2 separate regions of the Mus musculus genome follow, and region 1 is linked to region 2. The links are chromatin contacts, called in public HiChIP or PLAC-seq maps. All regions are on one chromosome and are shown on one strand. Each heading gives the region's core, a stretch centred on a gene start, on an enhancer-like site or on the middle of the called end of the contact. The rest is flanking DNA. Distances are from core to core; before and after follow the strand shown.

The links. HiChIP or PLAC-seq counts read pairs in DNA pulled down with a chosen protein or histone mark.
Region 1: a contact with region 2 is called in an H3K27ac HiChIP or PLAC-seq map of microglia, with 4 times the contacts expected there. The contact joins the promoter of Slc25a38 here to the promoter of Cx3cr1 in region 2. A contact is called at or near these places in 1 of 39 promoter capture datasets (macrophages), 8 of 115 datasets of contacts at active chromatin or transcription factors (CD8 T cells, the HPC-7 cell line, bone marrow-derived macrophages and 3 more) and 3 of 9 other capture datasets (adipose tissue, liver and pancreatic islet).

What each region holds. Positions count from the first base shown.
Region 1 is chr9:120,108,736-120,112,118 of GRCm38.p6, forward strand. It overlaps Slc25a38 (solute carrier family 25, member 38), which reads left to right and starts at 1,647. Exons shown (of 7, transcript NM_144793.2): 1 at 1,647-1,837. The coding sequence starts at 1,709.
Region 2 is chr9:120,066,953-120,070,309 of GRCm38.p6, forward strand. It overlaps Cx3cr1 (chemokine (C-X3-C motif) receptor 1), which reads right to left and starts at 1,344. Exons shown (of 2, transcript NM_009987.4): 1 at 1,253-1,344. It overlaps Gm33858 (a long non-coding RNA gene), which reads left to right. Exons shown (of 3, transcript XR_003948274.1): 2 at 1,143-2,937; 3 at 3,154-3,357.

The DNA.
Region 1 (3,383 bases), core at 397-2,896, 42 kb after region 2:
GAAAATGGCACCTCCCCTGAAGTTTGGTTATCTATGCTCAAGAATTAGTCGGCTTCTGAGTCCTCTGCTCTTGCACCCCACGGATTTATGGATCCATTGCACTGGGATGAGAGAGACTCAACGATCATTGATCAGCCCTTGCACACTGCTGAGGTTTCCTCATTGCACGAGGTAGGGTGATCATGATTTGCCCTTCTAAATCCTTCTTGATCGTTTTGTGCTGAGGAAGTGCAAGACTAGATCATCGGATTAGGCCTTTTTCTATTAAATAAAAAAGGGGGAGATGTGGGAAGCCAATAAACACCATTACAAGATGGCGCTGGTTTCAATAAGCTGACGCCCATGAATATGGGTAAACAACCAATGTGTGCATGTTCAGTAGAGTTTTTTTGCTGAGTCACGACCTGGCCCCGAGGCATGTAAATGAGGTACTGAAAGCATAACCAATTGGGTGTAGACATGCCTGTCCTAGGCCTATATAAGCAGCACTGGTTTTTTGGGCTCGGGGTCTTTCGCTTTTGCTTTCACTATCAAGCTCTCCCAATAAACGTGTGCAGAAGAATCCTGTTGTGGCGTCCTTCTTGCTGTCGAGTCGGGCGTCTACAAACACCTTTAATCCTAGCATTTGGGAGGCAGAGGTAGGTGGATTTCTGAGTTCAAGGCCAGCCTGGTCTACAGAGTGAGTTCCAGGACAGCCAGGGCTATATAAAGAAACCCTGTCTCAAGAAAAAAGAAAAACCTTGTCTTGAAAAACTAAACAACAGAACAAAATAAACATATAAAAAGCATAAAGACAAGGCTTGAGAGCCTGGGTTAGAGCACTTGTAGAGGACCTGAGGTTGGTTTCCAGCACCCAGACAGGGCAGCTCAGGACTGCCTGTGAGCTTCTGGCCTCTGCAAGAAGCTACATTCACACGTACATACCCACACATACAACTAAAAATAAGTCAGGCATGGTATACACGCCTTTAATCCCAGCACTTGGGATTAAAGAGGCAGGTGGAGCTCTACGAGTTCAAGGTCAGCCTGGTCTCCACACAGAGAGACACAGGGGTAGCTAGTGAGTTCCAGGTAGCCAGGGCTATACAGAGAAACCCTGTCTTGAAAAAATAAAAATAAAGAAAACAAAAAAGAAGAAATGTGAATTGTATTTTTAAAAATTTGTGTCTAAAGAGAAGGCATTCATCCTGCTTCAGTTCTTTTTCTTTTCTTTTCTTTCCTTTCCTTTTTCTTTTTCTTTTTGAGACAGGGTTTCTTTGTATAGCCCTGGCTGTCGTGGAACTCTGTAGACCAGGCTGGCCTTGAACTCAGAAATCTGCCCGCCTCTGCCTCCCAAGTGCTGGGATTAAAGGCGTGTGCCTCTACTGCCCGGCGGTCCTTCAGCTCTTAAATAAATTAAATACAATTAAAACTCAGCCAGTCACCCATTTCAAAAAGCGCTTTAAGAATAAATAAATAAATAAATATATTTAATAAGAAAAATATTTAAAAAAAAAAAAGCGCCGAGCAGAAGGCTCTGCAACTGAGAATCACGGACCCTGCAGTTTTAAGTGCAGCCACCAGGTGGCGATGAGATCTCGTCGCCGGATACGCTATGTCACCGGAAGCGGGATCTCACCTTTTTCCTTCTGCTTTCCCCTCCCCCGGAAACATCGAGCCGCTTGTCTCGGGTAATGAGACCTGAGGCCGGGCGGGCAGGCGGGGAGGGATGGGCGTGAGCGCGGAGCCCCGGAGCCTCTCAGTCGCCGGGGCCGGGCTCGCGTCCCCAGTGATCGAGAAGGCACGCTCGGCGCTGCTGCAGTCGCAGGATGTAGAGGACACGGTGGAGACGCTCATGGTGAGTTCGTGGGAGCAGGGGGACCGGGACGGGAGCGGCATTGTGGGGCAGGGGACAGTGCTTCGAGAACATTCTAGTTCTAGAATATTCTAACGGCAACTGATGAGAGCGCCTCGGGGCACCTCGAGCCGCCCGCCGCAGGACACCTTCCCTGACCGGCTTCCCTGCAGGCTTCTGCCTTAGCTTTCGGGGTTCACCAAGGCCACGCCCTTCCGTCGGGTTGGCTGCGCTGCCGGGCTGCCATTGGTGGAGACGGGGGCGGGGCGGGGCGGAGTCTCTTGCTGCCAACCATAAACGGAGGTGGGGCTGTGCAGGGCGGGCCCGGGCTGGGATGTGCCTCAGTGGGGCGAGGATGCATGGCTTTGGGGGATGAATATCTTTTAAAAATTCTTGTTTTTTTGAGTCGGGGCCTCACTGTGTTTCAGATAGGGCTGAAACTCGCTATTTAAACCAGGCTGGCTCCGAAGTGCTAAAGGAGTGTGCTCCCCTATGTCTGGAGCTTTTTGGAAGTCTTTAAAAGATAACCGCTGTGGCTCCCAGGACCATGTCTTTCAAAACTGCATACTTTTTTTCTCTCTGGCCCGCCATCTTTCCCTTTTTGATGTGTGTTGGACGTAGACATTTTGTTGTTTTTCTTTTTGCTGTGGGGTGGTAGAAATTGTGGTACTATTTGGCTGTTGAAATGCTGCTTACTCCCATCGTGTTTTGCGTAGTACGATTTGCTCATTGTGCTTTTAGTGTTTATTTTTATCTATGTGTGTTGGGGGTAGGTGCACAAGAGTGCAGATGCCGAAGAAGGCCAAAAGAGAACGTTGGTATCTCCTGGAGCTGGAGCTGTGAGCACCCCTTTCTGTATGGGTGCTGGGAACCTTATGGTCCCTCTGGAAGAATACACTTTGGACTAGTCTCTAGCCCTTACTGGTTGTTTTGATCTATTCTCACACTTAAAAAATTGGAATATTCAGCTTTCTTTAAGTCGTGTATAATAAGGTATGCTACTAAAATAAATCGAAACTTGAAGTTGGAGGTGTGGCCTTTCAGGAAAGCACCTTCGTCTCCATCACTATAAGAAAACTAAGCTCGCTGGGTGGTGGTGGCACACATCTTTAATCCCAGCACTTGGGAGGCAGAGGGAGGTGGCCAGCCTGTTCTACAAAGTGAGTTCTGGGACAGCCAGGGCTATAAGAGCACCGACTGCTCTTCCGAAGGTCCTGAGTTCAAATCCCAGCAACCACGTGGTGGCTCACAACCATCCGTAATGAGATCTGACGCCCTCTTCTGGTGCATCTGAAGACAGCTACAGTGTACTTACATATAATAACAAATAAATCTTAAAAAAAAAAAAAAGAAAAAGAAAGAAAAAAAGAAAACTAAGCTCAGGACCCAGCATGGTGGCTCATGAAGAGGCAGGCTATGTGACATGAGACTGTCAAAGCAAGCACAACAGACCCACAAAATCTACTCTCACAGGATATGCTGTAAGCATACAAAGGTCACAGCGCTGGTCAGGCTACCTGCTTTTTTTTTTTTTTTTTGTAGATTTTGA
Region 2 (3,357 bases), core at 94-2,593:
GAATCCTTAAAACTATCCAACTCTGCAGGTTTAGCATAGCACTCTTAGCTTTTTTGACACATAAATTTATATTTATAGTAAAAATGCTAACATCGTTTTGAACATTTATCACCACCACCACCACCACCACCACCACCACCACCAGCACCACCACTACCACCACCACCGTCATCACCACCACCGTCACCATCATCATTATTGTTGTTTTTAGAGGCAGGATCCCATAAAGTCCAGGCTGGCCTCAAAATTCTGCTTCACTGAGAAGAGTCTTGCACTTCCGACCTCCCGCCTTTTACCTCCAGGGTGCTGTGATCACAGTGTGTGCCACCAAGTCCAATTTTATTAGATGCTGAAGATTGTGCCCAGGGCCCAGGGCTCCTTGTGTGCTAGGCAAGCAACTCTATTTATATAACATTATTCTCTTTATATTCACAAGCCTATATACAATCAGGGGAGCCAGGCAATGGAGGCGCACGCCTTTAATCCCAGTACTGAGGGGGCAGAGGCAGGTGGATCTCTATAAGTTCAAGGCAAGCCTGGTCTACAGAATGAGTTCCAGGATAGTCACAGTTACACAGAAAAACCCTGTCTCAAAAAACCGGGGGGGGGGGGGGGGAAATCAAAGGAAACACCTGGCACCCGCCACTCAGCTCCAGGAATTATCAACTCCCAGTTAATATTTCATCTATGTCCTATTTCATGGCTGAATTAGATTATTCTGTTTCTATAGACATTCAAGTATGAGTCTCTGAAGATAAAAGCTCCTTTTAAAAAGAAATGAAAACCACAATCACTAGTTTTTATGGTTGGTGCTGTTTGTTTAAGGCGGTCTCACACAGAAGCCTAAACTGGCCTAGAGCTCATTAGCTAGCCTAGGCTGGTCTCAAACTTGTATCGATCCTCCTGCTTCACCTTCCCAAGTGCTGGGATTAGAGGCATGGATCAAAAAAGTCTGACTGGCAATCTGAATTGTGATCTTTAAGAATATCAATATTTCCAATTACCCAGATGTGATTTTATATCAAGGCCTTTTTTGGTAACATCTAATATAAACCTTTTTTTTCACATCCCTAAAATGTAATTACTAACTCCTCAAGTTACGAGCGTGCAAAAGGTCCTTTACTCTCCTGATTTATCTGCAGTATCCTCAGGAAAATAGACACGGAAGGCAAACAGCATCAGAAACCCTGTGACTGTGCCTGATTGACCCCACGCCCAGGTATGGGAGGAGTCTGGAGTCCGTGGTACTTACCTGAGCAGATGGGAAGGGAACTTCTGCAGGAAGTGCCAGTCACTCACCCAGTCTCACGCAGACTCCACCAGAGGCAAGTGCTTCCCTCTCTATGAGGGCATCTTTATTTTCGAAGTTAGCCAATAGCATCTGGTTTCCTGTGTGGTACCCTATCTTTAGATGCTGTGACAAGCAAGCTCAACGGGCTCAACGCTCCAGGCTGGGAACCAGCTGACCGCAAGAGAGCCTGCATTTCAAATCTAGGGGACTTGAGACTGGGGCAAACCTGGAGATTGCTGGGGACTGCTGGGGACTACTGGGGACTGTTGGGTGGCAGACCTGGGGATTGCTGGAGACTGTGTGGTGGCTGACCTAGGAATTACTGAGACCTAAGGTTTACAGGGGGCTGTGGGTTGGCAGACCTGGGGGTGGATGGATATTATTTATTCCTAGTGAGATGGCAGTCTGTAGCCTCGGAGTCCAGCAGCACACAAGTCAGGTCTCAAGCTCTCCTTAATAGGGGTCTCAGGCAAGCTGTGAGGGCCCCTCTGCTTTCCAGTGTTCTTAGGAAGCCTCTGGTACCCCCTGTGCAGCACTGGGCCCAGGTTCGCTGACCACTGACCATATCACAACTCTTGGGAGTTCTCAGGAGCCTGCTTTGTCCAGTGAGGTAGGAACTAAAAGCTCCAGTTGCTCTCCAGCTGTTCACATTTGAGGAAGCCTCGGTTAGTTCCCTTTCTCCTTCCTTCTGGCCTCCCTGTCTGTTCTTCTTTCCCTGCAGGAGAGATTCACAGAGAGCCAGCAGATCCTCACAGGCTCGCAGACATTGGCCCTTTCCCGTTGCCCCAGCAGCTAAGTCAGGGGCTACTCAGCTTCCCCTGGGGCTCAGCTCCTCACCCCGATCCTGTCCCCACTTCAGCTCTTGTTTTTTTGGCTTTTATTTGTATGAATTCCTTGGGAACTTCACATGTATTTCGATCACAATCCCTCCTCTACCCCTCTCCTCCCAGAACCACCCCCATCCTATTCCAGCTCACCGACTCCGTGTCCTTATTCATTTCTGCTAAACTTTTTGTTTTCGAGCTTTCTTTTTAATTATGTATATGTGCCCAGGGAGGCTAGAGAACTCAGATCTCCCTGTGGCAGTCGTGAGTTGCCCATCACTATAGGTGCTGGGAGTCGAACTTGTGTCCTCTGCAAGAGCAGTGTGTGCTCTTAGCCACCGAGCCATTTCTTCAGCCCCCTGGCTTTGTTTTTGTTTGTTTTGTTGTTGAGATAGGTCCCACACATCCTGGGCTGGACTTTAAATAGCTATGGGGTTAAAAAGACCTTGAGCCTTTCATCCTCCTGCCTCCACTGCCCAAGTCTGGGATGCTCCACCGTTTATGAGGGGCTGGGGATGGAACTCAGGCTAGTCTAACATTTTGCCATCTGAGCTGTATCCCCAGGGCATTCAAGCTCTTCCTCGTGTTCCTGTCTGGAATCTGGCTGAGAATCTCCTACTGTTGCTGTCAACCAATCTCATCCGTGTCTGTTTCCCACACAACTCCACCTTCAGCTGGGGCCTGAGGGTACCCTGTGCCCACCACTCCCTTCCCATCCATCTTATTCATCTCACCATCCGGCCATCTACCCATGTGCCAGAGAGGACCCCGAGTCGTAGCATCACAGACTTAGCACTCTCGGAGGCTCCTCTCTTCTGTCTGGTGAGCATGTTCTCAGCACCATGGCTTCTTTTTACTTCCCACTGCATTCTATCCGCTTCCTCTTCTCCAGCACACACATCCCCTGGCCTGTGCATGCCTTTCCTCCCTGCCTCACCTGCTGTGGGCTGACAAGCCAGCCTGTCCTGCTCATGGATGCCGCAGCAGGTGAGCTCTGTGACGAGTGTCAGTAACTCACGCTGGTATCCTTGTTCCCAGATGGACGGCTGCACACACCGAGGGCACTGAGCTCGCCTGAGCTTGCAGGACATCCCATTTCAGGGTGAGGAGGCAGCAAGCCTGCTCTATGGACCTGAAGGCCACAGACTGTACCTCATCCATCTGTGCATGTGTGTGCAAGTGTGTGTGGGTATGTATGTGTGGGTATGTATGTGTGCAAGTGTGTGTGGGCATGTATGTGTG